Linked DNA regions of Mus musculus: all the other regions are linked to region 1. Evidence: chromatin contacts called from public promoter capture Hi-C data. All regions are on one chromosome and are shown on one strand. Each heading gives the region's core, a stretch centred on a gene start, on an enhancer-like site or on the middle of the called end of the contact. The rest is flanking DNA. Distances are from core to core; before and after follow the strand shown.

What was found. Capture Hi-C pulls out chosen DNA fragments and counts their contacts.
Region 2: a contact with region 1 is called in a promoter capture Hi-C map of adipose tissue. The contact joins two enhancer-like sites. A contact is called at or near these places in 1 of 39 promoter capture datasets (embryonic stem cells), 1 of 484 Hi-C or Micro-C datasets (cerebral cortex), 5 of 115 datasets of contacts at active chromatin or transcription factors (CD8 T cells, the HPC-7 cell line, the SCID.adh cell line and 1 more) and 3 of 9 other capture datasets (adipose tissue, liver and pancreatic islet).
Region 3: a promoter capture Hi-C map of adipose tissue shows a contact between it and region 1. The contact joins two enhancer-like sites. A contact is called at or near these places in 1 of 115 datasets of contacts at active chromatin or transcription factors (CD8 T cells) and 3 of 9 other capture datasets (adipose tissue, liver and pancreatic islet).

What each region holds. Positions count from the first base shown.
Region 1 is chr2:160,665,585-160,668,835 of GRCm38.p6, reverse strand. The region is part of intron 2 of Top1 (topoisomerase (DNA) I); the gene reads right to left. Among named protein-coding and RNA genes, the nearest start is that of Top1, 21 kb to the right of the region's middle. Within about 2 kb of position 1,330, at least 34 of the 459 cell types and tissues checked have an H3K27ac peak or open chromatin away from gene starts, as enhancers often do. A contact at or near this core is called in the HPC-7 cell line and adipose tissue, where this site is marked.
Region 2 is chr2:160,740,857-160,744,277 of GRCm38.p6, reverse strand. All of the region lies in intron 2 of Plcg1 (phospholipase C, gamma 1), which reads right to left. Among named protein-coding and RNA genes, the nearest start is that of Plcg1, 11 kb to the right of the region's middle. Within about 2 kb of position 1,942, at least 109 of the 459 cell types and tissues checked have an H3K27ac peak or open chromatin away from gene starts, as enhancers often do. A contact at or near this core is called in the HPC-7 cell line and adipose tissue, where this site is marked.
Region 3 is chr2:160,764,722-160,768,050 of GRCm38.p6, reverse strand. The region is part of intron 32 of Plcg1 (phospholipase C, gamma 1); the gene reads right to left. Among named protein-coding and RNA genes, the nearest start is that of Plcg1, 35 kb to the right of the region's middle. Within about 2 kb of position 1,455, at least 33 of the 459 cell types and tissues checked have an H3K27ac peak or open chromatin away from gene starts, as enhancers often do. A contact at or near this core is called in adipose tissue, where this site is marked.

The DNA of each region.
Region 1 (3,251 bases), core at 81-2,580:
TATTGACTATTCACATCCTTTAAATAACTATTGCAAGTTCACTACAGTATTTGCTTGTTTGACTGTACATTGTATTACTGAGCTGTATATGTTCTTCCCCCTACCCCCTGGTTTTTCAGGACAGGGTTTCTCTGTCTAGACCAGGCTATCCTTGGACTCACAGAGATCCACCTGCCTCTGTAAGTTCTTTATATACTTCTGGATTGCTATTTTTGGCCACATATATTATGATACTATGGCTTGCTATTTTGGATACATATCTTCCAACCTCAAAGACTCAAGTGTTAGAAAGTATAAAAGTGAACAGGCTTTTAAAAAAACAGAGAGAGATTTATATATATGGGTATTTTGCTTATATGGATGTCTGTGTACCATGTGTATGCAATGCCTGGGAAGCCAGAAGAGGACATTAGATTCTCTAGAACTGGAGCTGTATATGGTCGTGAGCCTCCATGTGGGTGTTGGAAATCAACACCCCATTCTCTGGAAGAACAGCCAGTGCTCCTAACTGCTAAGTTATCCCTGTAGTCACTATGACCAGTCATTCATTCATAAATAAATAAATCCTAAAGGTGTTTTTCAAAGAGCCTCTTTTAAAATTTAGTAAAATTTTATTTAATCAATTTTCTCTTGATTTGAGTTTTGCTTACCAAAACATCAGTTGCTCGCCCCCATTCTCACCCCCACCCAGTTCCACAAAGCTACATCCTAAGCCTTATGAAAATATTTAAACATATAAAGTACTTTGATAATATCCCCTCCATTACTCACACTTATCCCCACTCCCACTGATTCCCTTTCTATTCTCATTTACTGTGGTGCCTTTTTAAGAATACAGGAGGGAAACAGTGCTATATGTATCTCTGATTTTGGCTTATTGCTGTGTACCTATCTATATCACAGTTCTGGGGAAACAGAGACAGATCTCTGGAAGCGCCAGTTCAATAAATATTTTATCTAAAAAAAAGGTGAAAAGAGGCTGGAGAAAAGTTTCAGTAGTTAAGAGTACTTGCTGAGATAGATAACAGAGGGGTCAGTTCATAGCATCCATGTTAGGGGCAACTCACAACCTCCTGTAATTCTAGCCCCTTGAGATCTAACACCCTCTCCTGGCCTCCAGGGCCATCTATACTCATACATACACATGGACAAGTAATAAGATACATCTTTTAAAAATAAGGCAGAGCAAGCCTGATAGACATCTGATGTTGACCTGCAAATGCACATGCACCGTCCGTCTCTTGCACTTGCACAAGTAAATGGCAGTACAGCACCCAACATTAGCTCACAAAGGCACTGCAACTTCCCATTTGCTCTCCTTGTTCTAGTGAGAAATCAGCTACCAAACTAGCAGCACTCAAGAAACATGTGGTGAGGAACTGATACTTCCTTCTAATAGCCACGTGAAGAAATTATCTTGGAAGTGAATATGCCACAGCCCAATTTAGCCTTCAGATGACTGTTACTCTAGGTGACATGCGATTTTTATGAAAAACTTTTTTTTTTTTTAATTATTTTTTTTTAAAGATTTATTTATTTATTATATGTAAGTACACTGTAGCTGTCCTCAGATACTCCAGAAGAGGGCATCAGATTTCGTTACAGATGGTTGTGAGCCACCATATGGTTGCTGGGATTTGAACTCGGGACCTTCGGAAGAGCAATCGGCGCTCTTAACCACTGAGCCATCTCGCCAGCCCGAAAAACTTTTTTTTTTAAATGAATTCTTTCTTACATTCAACCAGACTAACGAATGTAATGTATTTGACACTTATAACCAACCTATATCAACTAAATTTGAAGTAGCATGTTTCACAGCAATAAGATTATATATAAATTAAGTATTGCTGATCTGAAGCAACTGAAGTGCTATTTGGCATAACTGCATGTCTATTCTAGACAGATCCCAAGGAAAGAGAAACACTAATACTTGCAAGATCAAGGCCCTGGTTCTAAGAACTTTCCATCCCACAGAGATGAGAATAGTAAGTAAAGCATATAGTGTTAGAAGACTGAACTCAAATCTCCCATGCAGTGTACAGGACCCTCTGACTTCTAAGTCTCCAGTCTAAAGTCTTAACATGCTGAGTCAATCAGGATAAAACTGGTGACTTTTACCTCATGGCATAAAAATGACAATGCATGCATGCACCAGGACTACAACCTGAAATAAAGCATGTGTTGTTTTGTTTATAGTTAGAAATCAGTAAATGGGCTTCAGAATATTGAACGTTAAGATCTACTGCTTTGGTTCAAAGGCATGACAAGGAAATTATCTGAAAAGGAGAGAAAATGAGCACCACTGTATGTAATTCAATAAATCCATGACCACATACAAAAAAGACTGGAAGACATACATTTTAAAAAGAATGTAGTAATTTTAAAATTTAGAAATTTGTGAACTTGAGTTCTTAAGTGTGCTTCATCTTATTTTCCATAATGAACGACTTTTATAATAAAGTTAGAGATTAGCAAACTTTAAAATTTGAAGCCAGACCTGGTAGTACACGCCTTTAATCCCAGCACTCAGGAGACAAAGGCAGACAGATTGAGTTCAAGGCCAGCCTGGTCTACACAGAGAGTTCCAGGACAACCAGGGTTACAGAGAGACCCTGTCTAAATAAACAAACAAATTTATTTTTGTCAAATACAAACATGCAAAAGTCACTAAAAAGCACTAAACTTTAAAATACAAATTCAGAGTAGTTCCTATTAGATTTCACATTATTATCTTCCTGAAATGCATAAATTTTCAAAATGGAATTTAAAACCGGGTCCCAAGCCTTTGAAAACAAATGCTATCTAAAAATGTAAAAATTAACTATCTCAGAGAAAATTAGGGTTGCTGGTAAATAATTCCATGGACAAAACATCTAGGCCAATAATATGAACTCAAAGTCATTACATATCTAGTATATCCTCAAACTGTGCTACAGATGCTGTGAGAGATTTTAAATTAAAAACAAAACAAAGCAGAAAACAAAGAAGACAAAGTTCTTAATTGAAATCTCTATGGCTTTTCCAGCTCAGGCTGGAAAAGTCCCTGATGCCAAACATGACAATTATGTGCAATCCCCAGGAATCTACACAGCAGAAAAATGACTTCCATGGATTGTCTTCTGACCAGAACATGTGTTCCATAACCCTGTCTGCCCACCAACCTCTACATACAAATCAATGTAAGTGTAATAAGAGATATGAATGTCTGTTGAGCTCTATAAATCAATACAGTTAAGTTCTACATGGCAGGC
Region 2 (3,421 bases), core at 693-3,192, 75 kb before region 1:
CAGGAGAATCCTGGTGGTCTGTGCTCCTCAGCACCCCTAGTGGAGACCTTCCTACTCCTATGCTCTCAGAAAATCTGCCCTGGTCAGACATTCCTGAAGCTGCCAGGCCTGGCAGGAAGAACCAAGAACTACAGGCCCTTCAATTCCAGCTGTGAGGTTCTGGTAGTCCCTCACTCTTTCAGATTCAGTTTCCCAAGCTGGAAAACTGAATTCTTCTCACTTCACAAGATAAGGGCCTTACTGATAAGTACCTGTCTGTGAGCCTGGTGCTATTGACAGGGGTCCTGTGAAAGACAGCCATGGGGGGAGATGGCACAGCTGCCTGCCAGGGCTCTGCTCGAAGGGCAAACTCAAACCTCTAAGAGTTTTTCTGAAGATAAAGGCCACCGGGGAAAGAATCCAAGCAGTTATTTCCCAGCTCAAAACTGGCCTTGCAGGATGAGTATCTGTGGGGTATAGGTCTCATAGTATATGCAAAGATGAGCTAAGATACTATTTCCTGAGTCTGTAGCAAACCCCACAGTGTAGGCATGTGTTCTCCACAGCTATAGTCCAGGAAAAAAAAAGATCTGAAATTGCAAAGATGAGCTATTTCCTTTCTGGATCGTCAAAACAAGTTAGGGGTACCCACTACCCAAACATCCACTGGGGACACCAACCCTGATCTGTCCCATCATTTCAATCTTCTATTTTGGCTTTGTAGGAGTTGAAATGTACTTGCCGCCTCTCTTAAATCTGAGGCAGATGATAAAGACTAAATTTGTAAAATCAAAGTTTGTATGATGAGGCAGGAACTCTGGGAAGGCTAATTAGTGTTCCCTTTCCGTCTCCTTTCCTCTCTGTTCTGCTTCTAACCCAGGGACAGACTCCTAACTCCTAACTCCTAACCCAGGGACAGACTCCTAACTCCTAACTCCTAACCCAGGGACAGACTCCTAACTCCTAACTCCTAACCCAGGGACAAACTCCTAACTCCTAACCCAGGGACAGACTCCTAACTCCTAACTCCTAACCCAGGGACAGACTCCTAACTCCAAACCCTGAGACTAGAGATCAGATCAGCCTTACTCAAAATGTAGCGTCTGGAAGATGCTCACACAGACAGCAAGAAACTTTAGACATGCCAGTGTCCCTCTAAAAGACATCTCATCTGGGGCACTCCAGATGAGAACTAACCCCAAGCACTCTAACAGCCATGAAGGTGGCACTCAGGGCTGAGTGAGGGCCTGCTTCTTCTGTAGAATAGGTTCTTACACCTCAAACAGGGCTCAACTCACTGAGTAAACAGAAGACACAGTGCTGACACAGGGACAAGCTAAATAGCAGCCAGCCAGTCCGCAGCCTGAGAAAGGGGGAAGAGGACTCTTCTGGTGCTTGGTTCCTGAAAGCAGACTCTTCCCAGACATCAGGCAAATGCCTGTCATCATCTCTCTTGCCCATCACAATGAGACAACCACGCTGTGCACCCACTGCAGATGGATGTTGTTGGTAAGTATTCTATAAACCAGTCAGAGTTCACCAGCAGGAACATCAGAGAAAGAGAATAAAAAGAATGGGACACTAAACCTTTTTAGAGGTCTTTAGTACACAAGCCGGAGAGCCAAGTCACAAAACCCCAAAACTTAATTTAGACCCATGGTTCTGGGCCAGAACTCCTGTCCTAGCATTCCCACCTCCAACAAAGCCACTTTCCAAACAGCCCCACAGATGAATATCCCCCACAGGGTCACATGGCAGAGAAGGTAGTGCCAAGACATACTCTCCTTCCTGTGCCTGTGCAGCAAGCAGCTGCTGCCACACCAGCAACTGTAGAGGAAAGCAACAGTGACCCCTCCTCAGAACCCTAGTCAAACCAGTCTACACTCACTCACAAGACACTGCCTCCACCCTGACCAAGGAGAGCAGCTCAGCCTAACCCTGCATTCAGCTTCTTTCCTACCCTGGTAAACAGGAAACACCGTTCAGACAGCTGCTTAGAGGTCCACAGTCCCCTAGTACACAGGACTTGCAGTGCTCTGTACAAATTGCTTCAGTGCACAATCCTCACCAATACACAAGGCCACCTAGAGACCAGATTCTAGATGACTTTCCTGTTTAGGCAAATGAGGGATGGGACCCAATGGGTCTGTCTCATCAAATGGTGATTCATGGCAGATGGTGGTTCTGGAGAGTTCTCATGGCAGTACCAACACTGATAATGGGTACATAGAGAAAAAGAAAGGAGGTCACAGAAGGCTTCACGCTGCCCAGGCAGGCAGCTCTCTTTCTTAAAACATAGTTTATTTCAGTGGTAACAGCATATATAAGTCCCAAAGGAAGGAGGAAGGAAGGAAGGAAAAGACGGCCCCACAGGGAGCACAGAGTCAGAAGAGCCCTCAGTCACCTAAGGCTCATGTACTCGGTCCATGACTTTTGTTAGTTACCAGACAACTGTCTGCTCTACCCTAGGCCCTAAGATGGGTCCTGGGGAAACAGATCAATGGGCACTGAGTTCCTGCCCTTCAGAAAATCCCAGCCTGATGGAGGAAACAGATGGGGAAGCAGATAACTCTGAGGTCATGCAAAGAATGGAGCAGCAGGGAGACATCTGTGGTGCTCTGTGTGCACAACCTCCCTTCTATTTGGTGTTCTGCTCTTGACTTTTTCCACACAACCTTACCCAGCCTTTCCTGCTTCTTTGTGTGCTAAAGGCCGACCCAATTAAACATGGGCCATGATCCTCTGTCCCTGTGCTCTGCTTTCTCCTCAATGATACTCATGTCCACAGCTTTAATTCCTTCTGGTATATAGACAATTCACAAAACATCTCTACCCTCAAGTGTCTGGCATTACACTTCAACTGCTTACTTCCTATTTCTATCTGTCCATCTAAGAAACGCACACGCACACACACCACACACTTCAAAGCAAATATCTTCTCTTACCCAAAACCCTAGGCTTCTGGCCATGCTCCTCTGGGTATACCAACAATATGAACTGAAAACTTCACAACCACCCATCAATATTCTCTTTTCTCGGGCCTAGCAAAATGGTTCATCAGGAGAAGGCACCGGCTGCCAAGCCTGAACGACGTGAGTTCAATCCCCGGGACCCACGTGGTAGAAGGAGAGAACCAACCCCCCAAGTTGTCTACTGACCTCAAAACATACTCGTTCTGAAGTTTTTTTGATTTCTGTTTCTCGTTAGTCCAACCCTGCCAGCCCAGCTGACTGTTATTCATAATGAGCAGCTGTAAGAAGGACACAAACGAGGAGCGAGAGCTCAGCCATGGAGGAAGGACTGGGTTTGCCCGGTGCTAACAGGCTGTGTTAAACAGCCTGCAGACAGTTCTCAGAAACTACAAAGCACAGAGGATGAGGTCGATGCCTCGGCAGGTGGGGAGGGCAGCAGCAGGAGTGGCATCTGGTGTCCTGTCACTCAT
Region 3 (3,329 bases), core at 206-2,705, 99 kb before region 1:
TCACCACCAACCTGCCCAAACCTTTATGAGCTGATTTCCATGTGTTATAGCACTGGAGCCCACAGGCCTTTCTAAGTACAGGTCTCCCAAGACTTGAGCCTGAATTATCCACATTGCAGTTTCTTCTGCCTTGGTTCAGTGGAGTAGGTAGGTTGCTGCGCTCTATCCTCTAGGGCTAATAAGGCTGTTGAGGGTCTTCAGTGGAATGGCTGGGTTTAGTTTTGACTAATGACAGAACTGACGATCGTACTATCTGCTGTTTACATCGCTTACTAGCTAGAAATCCAAAAGGAATGGGGTTCTCAGAGTCTGTTTCTGCCAAAATCTGTGATCTCTTGTGCCTGGCCACTAGGGATGGCTGGCATCTAGGTAGTGGCAAGCCCAAATGTACTTTCCAGAATTTGTACTTTGTTGTGGTGTGAAAGCAGCTCAGAGAGTGAATGGCCCTAGGACTGAGCGCCTGCTTTGTTCTGAGTGCTTATTAACCCAGCAGGCCTATGAACTTGGTCCCCCAGACTGGAAAGCCAAAACAGGGTTTTCTAGTTCTGAGTCTAGCAGGAACACCTCTTCCCAACTCCCTAAATTCTGGAGCAGGGATGTAAATCCAGAGAGAACACTTGGGCTGCCTACTACAGACTAAGGCAGATTCTGGTTGCTACAAGGAAGAGGTAGGCACCCGCTTCCTTGGTTCTTCAGGCTCTTATGGATGTGGGACTGAATGGATTCAGTGAAGTTACCACTCTGTTGTCTCTTCCCTCCTTGAAACATACCTTGCAGCTACTCTGGCAGGAACCAGGCAGAAGAGAGGGAGGACAGCTATTTGGCAGGGACTGTGCTACATGGTGTCTTCCTGCTGTTGACAAGGGTGGGCAAATGGCAAGTTAGAACACCTGGGAGGGGCTTGCACATTTACCTGCTATCAGTGCCACTTTTGTCAAGAGACTGGCATACTGTGCCCACAGTGGGCACCTGTATGTTAATAGCTTTTCTTGATCTATGCCTTTTGACACATGTTCCCTTCCATGGAAAGTGGGTGATTCAGTTTATTCAGAACTTGAGTTGAAGGTAAACTGCCTAGGATAAAGCCTGCTCAATCACTGAATATAAAAAGGGCTGCCAGTGCTCTGTTCTCCCCCAAACAAGCACCAGAAGAGACATGTCCAGTGGGCGGAAGTCTATTACGTGGTCCTGCTAACCTGCAGTTAGTGCTTCGGAAAGATCTTGCCCCTAGCTCCTGTCCACACATCTTGGTCTTGTTCTTGTAGCCCCATATGAGAAGGCTGGCTGCAGTGAGAGCGAACTCCCATTCCTTAGCAGGATTCCAGCACAAGTTAGGTTGCTCTGTGAAATGGGTGGGCCGAGGGCAGGAGTGGTCACTCAGGGCACTGGTCTCTCTCCCATGCTTCTGAGTAGCTGGCTTTGTTCAGCTTTGCCAGGAAGGTCAGACTGTGTCATAATTGTTATTAAACACAGAAAATGAGCCAACTTTTTTCTGGCCCTTGCTGACTATTGTTCTTTGAGTTGTCCTGACATAGCCCTTGGGGAAATTGGGGAGGCAGCCAAAGACCTGCAGTGTCCTTGCTGACAATGTCTTGGATCCTGGTCCCCAGCACCTGCTTTGTGTCCTGACCTCAGTGTGGACGGCTTTGTTCTCAGGGGGCCCGACTGCTGAGAAGTACGGCTGGGGGTGATTTGAACAGTCTGCCTTTGGTGTGCTTCCTGTCTCCCAGGAACAGCTGAAGCGACTATCCTGGTGCTAAGTGAGGGTCACCTGCTACTGCGGCCAACTATGAAAGCGAACTAAGAAATAGCATATTCTGTCACATAGACCTATGTGTGGCCCTAGCTGGCCTCCTACCTGCCTGGTCGACTCACTGTGTAGACCAGGCTGGCCTCAGACTTGGGTGCTCTTCCTGCCTCTACCTCCCAAGCACTGAGTTACAGGCATGGGCCACAACTGGCTGGAGTGTAGAAATCCTTCACCCTGGGAAACATTGGAATAGAAAGACAGCCTTTGCTTTTGGTGTGGGCTGTGTGTGGTGGGAGGTGCGAGGATGACCTCTTCTGTCTGAGTCTCGGGCCTCTTAAGGTCCCCCATGGGGATGCTGCTATTTCCAAGATGCAAATTGCACATTTCCTAGATTTTGTATCTGCAAATATGGATAAGGGATGGGATGAGGGACAAAACTGCTTGTGTAGTTTGAATGGGCCTCGGCGGTACTTCCAATCTTTTAACTGTTCCTAAATAAAAATGTACAGACACTTCTTATCTGCTGTCTTTGTGGGGGGGAGTGAATTAATAAACAAAAATCTAAAATCCCTTCTATTGATTTTTGGGGGCAGGGGACAAATCTGACCCTTAAAAGTAAATAGGTATTGGGGCTTCCCTCAGCTCCCCAGGGAGATTCCAGTTTTTGGAATTCTTTGTCTTCTGCATTCCTGAACTCACTGTGATGCAAAACTGTCTGCGTATAAAGCAAGTCTGATCTTAGAGCCATGAACTGTGGGGTGTGAGGGCATGGGCAAGTTTTCCTGTGTTCCTTTCTTTTTCTGTGTGAGAGAAGAGGTGTCGGTGAAGCATGCTGTTTGCTAAGGAGAGCCTGTCACCGTGCAGAAGGACCCTGGACCCTACTAGAGGACCAGTGTCATCCCTACACCTCCAAGCCTCATAGCAACTGGTTGTTGCTAGGATGCTCTCATTGGCCATAAAGAAAAGGGGACTCCCAAAATAAAGCCACCTGAGTGAAGTGTCAGGATCTGCTCTTGATCTGCTCTTTCCCAAGGCCAGCTCAGGTCCTAAAGAAGTTGTGTGTTGAATCTAACAGCCAGGTCATAGAACTAACTAAACTAGGGCAATACCATGGAACTATCTCTTGAGTCCTTGGTGGGCAGGTTCAGAACACACTGGTGGAGACGGCAGGATCAGCCTGCAGGGAGCTGTAGAGTCTTCCTGATAAGACACAGTGACCCATGGATATAAATCCTCTGGGGATTTATATCCTAGGTGGGGAAAGCCTCTAAGGGAAAGATGCACTTAACTAAAATGTAAGGCAGGTCTGGGCTTGTTTTGGTCACTAAGTTGGTGGGGTAACCTCACACTCACTCAGCAGATCTGATATGGTCGAGGTAAGGAATAAGTTGAAAGACAAGTGACTGTTTAGTCCCTGTCCTCAGCTAAAGTCCAGGGTGAGTCTGGCCCCAAGTGAGGCCCCAGCTCTCTCTGTTAGGGGCACAGCTACTTGTGATTTTTCTTAGTAAAGGCCACAAAATGTTTCTGTCTTTTAATCCCGCATTTCAGTCCTATACCCCTGAAGTCACAGGCAGTGACT